2 separate regions of the Macaca mulatta genome follow, and region 1 is linked to region 2. The links are chromatin contacts, called in public Hi-C maps. All regions are on one chromosome and are shown on one strand. Each heading gives the region's core, a stretch centred on a gene start, on an enhancer-like site or on the middle of the called end of the contact. The rest is flanking DNA. Distances are from core to core; before and after follow the strand shown. Region 1 holds the start of FBXO4 (F-box protein 4). Region 2 holds the start of OXCT1 (3-oxoacid CoA-transferase 1).

Evidence for each region. Hi-C and Micro-C count contacts between places; a contact is called where the count stands out from the background.
Region 1: a contact with region 2 is called in a Hi-C map of cortical neurons, with 2.9 times the contacts expected there. The contact joins the promoter of FBXO4 here to the promoter of OXCT1 in region 2. A contact is called at or near these places in 4 of 14 Hi-C or Micro-C datasets (CD4 T cells, cortical neurons, liver and 1 more).

What each region holds. Positions count from the first base shown.
Region 1 is chr6:43,005,922-43,010,057 of T2T-MMU8v2.0, reverse strand. It overlaps FBXO4 (F-box protein 4), which reads right to left and starts at 1,350. Exons shown (of 6, transcript XM_015139956.3): 1 at 1,132-1,350. The coding sequence starts at 1,320.
Region 2 is chr6:42,943,456-42,947,466 of T2T-MMU8v2.0, reverse strand. OXCT1 (3-oxoacid CoA-transferase 1) reads left to right here and starts at 1,607. Exons shown (of 17, transcript NM_001260592.1): 1 at 1,607-1,755. The coding sequence starts at 1,678.

The DNA of each region.
Region 1 (4,136 bases), core at 101-2,600, 63 kb before region 2:
ATCTCATTTTATCATCAGACCAAACCAAAAAGTGTACTTTTTTTTTTTTTTTTTTTTTTGAGACGGAGTCTCGTTCTGTCGCCCAGGCTGGAGTGCAGTGGCCAGATCCCAGCTCACTGCAAGCTCTGCCTCCCGGGTTTACGCCATTCTCCTGCCTCAGCCTCCCGAGTAGCTGGGACTACAGGCGCCTGCCACCAAGTCCGGCTAATTTTATATATTTTTAGTAGAGACGGGGTTTCACCGTGTTAGCCAGGATGGTCTTGAGCTCCTGACCTCGTGATCCGCCCACCTCAGTCTCCCAAAGTGCTGGGATTACAGGCGTGAGCCACCGCGCCCGGCCGTAAATTTGTCATTTTAGTTCCTGCACAGAATCCATTAAAATGTTATGAAAAACCTCTGCGAGGAGAAACTTGGAAGCATTCTAAACCTGCAGTTTTCATGTTGATATACACGTCGGAGGGAGGTGTCAATAGTCCAAATGAGACAAAAAATTGTAATGATTTTCAATAATTTTTGTTCTCATTTACCTATCTACCCTAAAGTTTAACAATAAATTATGTGTATCATTTTTCGTGGCCTTGATGTAACTTGAGGCACTTGTAACTTAAGTCATTTATTTTCAACTGAGGGGCAGCTTTGTTTCTTCAAATATACAATAACAGCCACAGGCACAATGTCCTCTTGAGAGGGTAAAAACCTTGGCCCTCCAGGTGTTTTGGTACTATGATCCGGAATTAAAGACGCTGGGAACACGGAGGCTGGAATGCTTTTCCCAAGCTAATCAGCAACTTGGGAACGGTCTCATTTCGCAACCGGACATTCAGGGTGTCCTAGTCACATGTGCCTGTTTTGGGGGGTGGAAAACCTGAGGACGATCGGGAGGGTCACCAGGGGCCCCGTGAAGTTGCTTCCCTGAGATGTTCAGGCCCCCTGCGGAGCACCAGGTTCAATGCCAAGACGCTTCTGGTCAACTGTAGCTTCTCGGTGACTACACTGCCAGGAATGGCTGCATGGAGGAAGCCAGACCCAGGCCCGGGCGCGGTAGTTCCTCAGGCCCCGCAGGGCTCCAGGGGAGGTCCCTCCGGCCCGGGCCGGCCCCACTGTCCTCCGCGGCCTGCGGCCGGCGCTCACCGGCAGCCGCGTCAGGGTGCTGGCCGCCTCATCCACCTCCTCCCGCGAGGCCGTACGCGCCACCCTCTCCTTGCTCACTGACTGCCAGAAAGTCTTCCAGCCGCTGAGTATGGCCGCCTCCAAGCGGCCCCAGTCGCTGAAGGGCGGCGGCGGCGAGCTAGTTCCGCTGCGCGGCTCGCTTCCCGCCATGGCTTGCCCGCAGCGCGGGTGACGCGTCGCAGAGCCACGCCAGCGCGTCAGCCTTCTGCGCAGCTCCGCGCCAGCCGCGGTCGCCCTCGGGCGTTCAGCCTCCCGCCTCTGCCGCGAGTCCGCCTCCAGGACAGGGTTAGGCCCAGGGGCAAGGGAGGTTATTGGGAGGAAGCCCAGTGTGCGTGGTTGTGAGCCGAGTACGAAGCTCCTGTCAACAGTTACTTCCTCAGTAACTTGTGGCCTCAACCTCAGCCACGCCAACCGCAGAGCCCCTGTACAACCTCCGACCCGCTGACTTCCTGACTTCATTCAAGATGTTCTCTCCGGGATCATTTCCACTAGGCCTGGTCCTAGGCGACTCCGCTTGTTCTATAGCCCTCTGCCACTATCTTGGACTTAATAACCACTTGCTTCCTTTTCAGCACTGCCATGCTACGTGTGGGGTGTTTTGTGTGTGTGTGTGGTTTCCTCAGTCAACAAGTTACCATTTATTTTTTTGAGTATCAGGAAAAACAGACTAGAGAGGCGGTCAGCAGGCCAATTATTAAGAACCTTTTGCCAAAATGAGAAGTCTGGACCCACTATGCAAACATATAAGCACATTTAAAATTTGCTTAACCTATGTAGCTCATAAAAGGGCGGCAAAAAAAGGCCAGAAGAGAACCCAGATGTGGTGGTGTTGAAATCCCGCTAGTGAGTTTTTTAATTCTCAAAACAGATGCCCATTCTACTTACTTTGGGCTTACTTTAAAAGTGCTTTAAGAGAACATATTACAAGTCAATCTGTTATATAGAACTGGGTATGTATACATTCAAAAAGTAAATCTCTGAGGATCTAAACAGAATCCAAAAAAGCCTGATAAGTGAGGTTCTGTGAGGCTCTGTAACATACAAGTTTAAGTTTCATTATATTATTTGCATGCCGTTGGTAGGGGCCAATAACCAATAAAATTGCAGCCTCATTTCTGGGAGGCAATCTGGACAAGGACCACAAATTAACCATATGGCATTTCTCATCACTTTCTAGGACATGATTTACTTTGAGAGCAAAAAACTAGAACTAGAGCAAGAAAAAAAATCAGTTTAAGTATGAAGTATTAAAATATCTGTTAAATGAATGAGAAAAATTTTTATTTTTATTATGGAAAATTTTGAACATTTATAAAAGAAGAGTGAATAATATGCTCCTGTGTGCCCATTATCCAAGATTCAATGACCAACCCCTGGTTAATCTTGCTCTATTGCTATATTCACCTAATACTACACCCCCAATTCTGGATTCTTTTGAAACAAATCCCAGACCTATCACCTGTAAATATCTCAGTATCTGTCCCTAAAAAAACACATTTTAAGAAACAGACCACTGTACCTAAGCAATTTTAATTCATTAAAATCACCAAATATCGAGTCAGTGTTTAACTTCCCCATCTGCTTTGAAAATAATTTTTCACATTTGATTTGTTTGAATCATAGCCCAACAAGGTCCACACATTACACATACTCTTAAAGCTTAAGTTTCATTGTACAACTCCCCCTCCTTTATTTTCCCTTGAAATTTGTTAAAGAAACCAGGTTGGTCTTTCTGGACCACTCTGGACTTTCTTTTTTCTATATTCTTCTTTTTTTTTTTTCTTGGTAGAGACGGAGTTTCACCATGTTTTCCAGGCTGGTCTTGACCTCCGAGGTTCAAGTGATCCTCCTGCTGTGGCCTTCCAGAGCGCTAGGATTACAGGTGTGATCTATTGTACCCGGCCTGGACACTCTTGATGGCATGTCAACAGTGTCTTTAACACATTCGTAAATGGTATTATATACTGAGACTGAAAGCTGTAAGTCATTGTTATTTTCTAATGTTCGGAGCGATCAATGGTTTCACTGGACTGATCCATTCAAATTTCTTGCAAGTTTTTCACCTCAAAGATACAGCATTTATCAATGAATATTATTTGCTTACAAGTTATAAAATGTTAGTATTCTAGTTTTATAATTTCTTTTGTTAGCTGAATTAAAGAAAAATTTTCCCTCATCAGTCATTTGATTGTCCTGCTCAAGCCAGAGTTAGCTATATTTCCAGAAAACCCTGGCTTATTTTGATGGGAATGGTATTTGAACATGGTTTCCAGGCCTACTGTCTTCTATATAGAGAAAACATAACTTCGTGTTATTTCCCATTCAAATTTAGGATTATAGATGTTTTTTACTCTTTGATTTTGTATGTGTGTCTCTTTTCTCATACACTAAAAATCCTCATTTCTAATTATATTAACATAGTTATGATTAACAATTACTGAAGAGTTTAAGATTTTTTCACATTTCTTTTTGCCCTTGGATATACCCCATTAAGAATGGACACACAAATTACTATGCTTTAAAGATAATTGAAACATACCTGTGTATTCAAGCCATCAACTTGATATGCAACACAGGTCATCTGTTTGATTTTGCTTTGGACTTGTAGGGCTTTCCTTAACTTTACTTAAACCTCCTTTTAGAATAACATATGTACCAAAGTCAAATGTTGAAAATTCAAGATATATTCAGAGAAATCTAGCTTCCATCCTGGTTCTTTCCATCTGGTTTCTCTCCTCCTGCCTCCACCATAAGCACCATAAGTAACCACTTTTTAAAGTTTTGGTTATCCTTCCATTGTTTCTTTTTTTTAACCACACACACACACACACACACACACACACACACACACACTCTCACACAGTTTTATATCCCCTTTCTTAAATATGATTATATATATGTGTGTGTATATATATATATACACACATATATATACCTTCTCCATTTTGTTTTTTACTTAATAAGAC
Region 2 (4,011 bases), core at 358-2,857:
CAAAGTTGCCAATGCAGTTTTTCCATTTCATGTGCCCTGTGGAAGTGCAAAAGTGGAAAAGTAGACCCAATTGGAATGGGCAAAAGTGGAAAAGTAGACTCAATTGGAATGCTAGTTTTTTTTCACATTGCGTAAGTTAAAGGTACAACAGCTGCTATATGCTAAATTATCACTAGTTGTGGGACTTTAGTTACAGTACTTGAATTTCCCCTCACTCCAACTTCTTAAAATGTGTTGAAATACCAACCATTACTAAGTTAGTTTCTCCAATGTAATTGAATAGTCTAACTTGGTATTTTAGTCCTTAACAGATTTTGCCTAAAATTATAACATTTACAGGGAAAAAAAGTTCAGAGTTAAAAGAATACCATGCAAGGGCAAATGCTTTTATGGACAAACTTTGAACTGGATCTTCACTGTTCATTACCTTACTGTATTTGCTAAGGAAGCTAAGATCTCATTTAATTTTTGTGTGCTTTGCTTTGGTTCAAAACTAACATCACATTCTCAGAACTTGGTCAGGCCTTAATCAAATAAAATGTTATTGAGCTTCCACTTGGTCTTTCCATTCTGCTAAGTGCAAAGACAGTTCTGGAGAAATCAGTCTTAGCTCATGTCCTCAAGGAGTTGGTCAAAAGACAAAGGTTGCAGAATATGTACGTGCCATGTCAATGAACTGCTACAATGGAATAAACTTAAAATAATGCTAACATTTATTGACTCCTCATAATACGGCCAGAAACTTTGCATGAATTAACTCATAGAAACGTTATGACGTTGTATTATAAGCTATCTTAATTTGCAGATGAGGACACTGAGGCTTAGGGAAGTTATCTAACTTGCCTAAGGTTAAAGCAATATGCTACCTTTATGGTTGCATCTCCTTAGTAAATCTCTGGGTTGCTCGGACTCCAGTGCGAGAAAGAGCCTAAAATTTGCAAACTTGGATGATGGGGAAGAAAAGGTGTGCTAAAGTCAGGTCACAGAGGTTCAGTCTTAATCTTGTTCCTCTGCAAGCCTTGTTGCTCACACCTCTTGACCGACAGCTCGAGGCAGGTCCTCGCAGCAAACTTACTCTACGTAAGCCAAGGCCAGGTTTGGGAAGAAGGGGCTGAGAAATGTTAGAAACGTGAACGCAGTCCAGGCGGGAGAAGAGAAGGGGGTTTCGAGGGGTGCCCCTATGCAGCTCACACACACACGAAGCACTCACTTGGAAAAGCAACAAGCTTGGTGGGAGGTCCTCCCGCGGCTGGAGGGCCCTGAACCCTAGGCCAAGACTCATCCACAACCTAGGGGGAGGCGGCCACCAGCGCCCCATCTAAGCTAAAGGGCTGTCAGAAGGGCTGCAGCGGCAAGTGCGCGCCAACACACGCCGGGTCTCGCATACGCCCAGACACCTGAGGCTCTGAGAGGAACTTCCCGGCGATCCGCTCAGGCTGCGCAGAGCCTCTTCTCCCCGCCGGGGCCCCGCCCAGCCTCACTTCTTTTAAAAGCAGCAGCCAGCAGCGCGCCAGCGGCGTGCGGCTCGAAAGGCCGGGAGGACGTCAGAGCCGCGCTGTGGAGGCCCCAGCACGCCCCGCTTTCCTTCGCAGTGACTCGGCGGCGCCCAGGACAGCGCGCACCTACACCCAAACGCGCGCTCCAACCGGTAGCCTCCTCCTGCCTCACGGCCCGAAGATGGCGGCTCTCAAACTCCTCTCCTCCGGGCTTCGGCTCTGCGCCTCTGCCTGCGGATCTAGAGGAGCCTGGTACAAGGTAAAGTGCGGGGGAAAAGGAAGGCCACGGGCAGGAAGGACGTGGACCAAACCCTGAGTGGTGCCCGCGTTTTCTGCTCTGCCCCTACCCCCTCTCTCCAGCCTGGGATCTGGCATCCGTGGCGCGGTGCCCTCGTCACGGACACGCGGCGACGCGTTTTTGGCCTCGCCGGCCCCTTGGATGACCGCCTTTGCTTGGTTCTGCAGTCGCTTCCCTGATGGAGCGAGAAGCTCAAGGAAGCGCGCGGAGAGGCTGAGAAGGGGCGGGAGGACTCCTGGCAGCGCTCTGGAGCTCCCTGGCGGTCGCCGGCGTCCCTCCTGGCACCCGCCCTTGGAAAGGGACTCTGAGGGTCTGAACTGGGGGAGGAGGGCGCCAGTGTATGGAGGTGAAGGAGTGAGGCAACAGCGGGTAGGTTCGCGCCCCCGATGTGGGATCTCTGGGCAGAGGAACCCCTAGAGGCCCAGAATCTGAGGCCGGGTTCGCCATGGCTCTGCTCGAGTTCACCGGGGCTGGATGCCGGGTGCGGCGGGTGTGGAATACAGCTCCCATCCTCTCCTCCCCTATTTGGCTCTGCTGCCCGGCAGACTGGAGCGCTCGCCAGAGCGTCCTGCCGGCCAAGCTGGGAAACCATCCGAGGTGTGTCCCTGGCTCGCGTCTGGTCTGCAGGGGCGGACAAACCTTTCTCTCAAGGCCCCTCGTATCCGGGTTAGGGGCTTTCGGTTTTCAGAGCCCTTTGAAATCCTTTTTGTGCCCCACTGCCAACTCTCCACCCAGTGGTATCCGGAGGCATTCCCACCGTGGACTGACTTGTGGTTTTGCCCCATGCACTGTCCTCGCTTGTAAGCCCACCCTTGTCTGAAGCCCTAGGAGCGAATTGCAGGACCGGAGCGCCAGGTCCAGGAGGGTGGCTTTATCCCCGCTGTCTCAATCGCGGGAGCCTCTTCCTTGGTATTCAATAATAGATCTGAGCTTAACAGCGTGCCATGTACACGGTGCTTACTCCTGAAGCGTGCCTGCCAGCCCCCATTGCACTTCTTTCCTGCATCCAATCCCTGACCGCTGAGAACACAGAGGAGCCGCTGAGCTCCTTTACTCTTAAATGCCTCTTAGGAAGCATTTTGATAACTGCAGGTAGACTTGGATATATAAAGCATTATTGAAAGGGAACTTGACCTTCAGTGAGCCTGCAGTGGTGCTGAAGCTAGTGCAAACCAGAGCACAGCGATACCCTTGGGCCGAGGTCAAGAACGTTCCTTCTTTTGACAGTTATTTGCCCAACTGTAATTTACTCACTTCGAGTCTTTTCCACTTTGAGTATATCATTAAACCATTTCCGAAGCTCAGCAAACCTCTTCTTAGAGGGAGGAGATGCAAATAAGGGGTTCTGTTGTATCTCATTAAAAGTTCATACAGAGTTCAAACTTACCCCTGTCAGGCTTAATTATCATAGGTCTGACTCCTGCCTCCCGCTGTTCCCCTAGCTTGTGACTCTTAGTGCCCTTATTGTTTAGCACTTTAAATCCTCACCTGCTGCTTCTGTTGAACTGTACCACTTATCTGCTTGTTGAACTTTTCAGATGTGTATATTGTCTCCTCAACCAGATGACAGTTCCCTGATGGCAGAGACCATTTTTATGCCTTACACTCAGTCTCCCTCAACAAATACACTACTCTGCATAGATGAGATATTCTACACGTGTTTAACATACGGATGAGAGAACCCTGCAGGCAAACAGAAACCTTGAGTTTTTCCACTAAACAGAACTAACAGCTAAAATGAGATAGTTATTTTCTTAAATGTGTACAATTTTTATGATGGGCAAGCCCAGTGTCTCTCAGACCTGAGAGTGCATCAGCATTACCTGGAGGTTTTCTAAAACAGACTGCTGTACCCAGCCCCAGAATTTCTAATTTAGTAGGTCCTGGGTGGGGCCCTAAACTTTGCATTGATAAGTTCCAGATGGTGTTGATGCTCCTGGTCTGGGGACTGACTGCCCCTTTCAGAGTTATCTGGCATGGACTTAGGTGAGAATAGACTATTGGAAGGTATCTTCTTTTCTTCATTATTACTGCAGGGCAGTGGGGAGCATTTAATACTATTTTCACGTTAGAAAATTATTAGTGGGAAAAAGATTATAAGAGTACCACTAACACTTTACCCACCATTCATCCTTGACACTATCTTTTCCAAAATCTCTTTCCAAGCTCAGACTATCCTGAGCTGCAGTCCTTCTGTTGCAACTGGTGAACTTCACT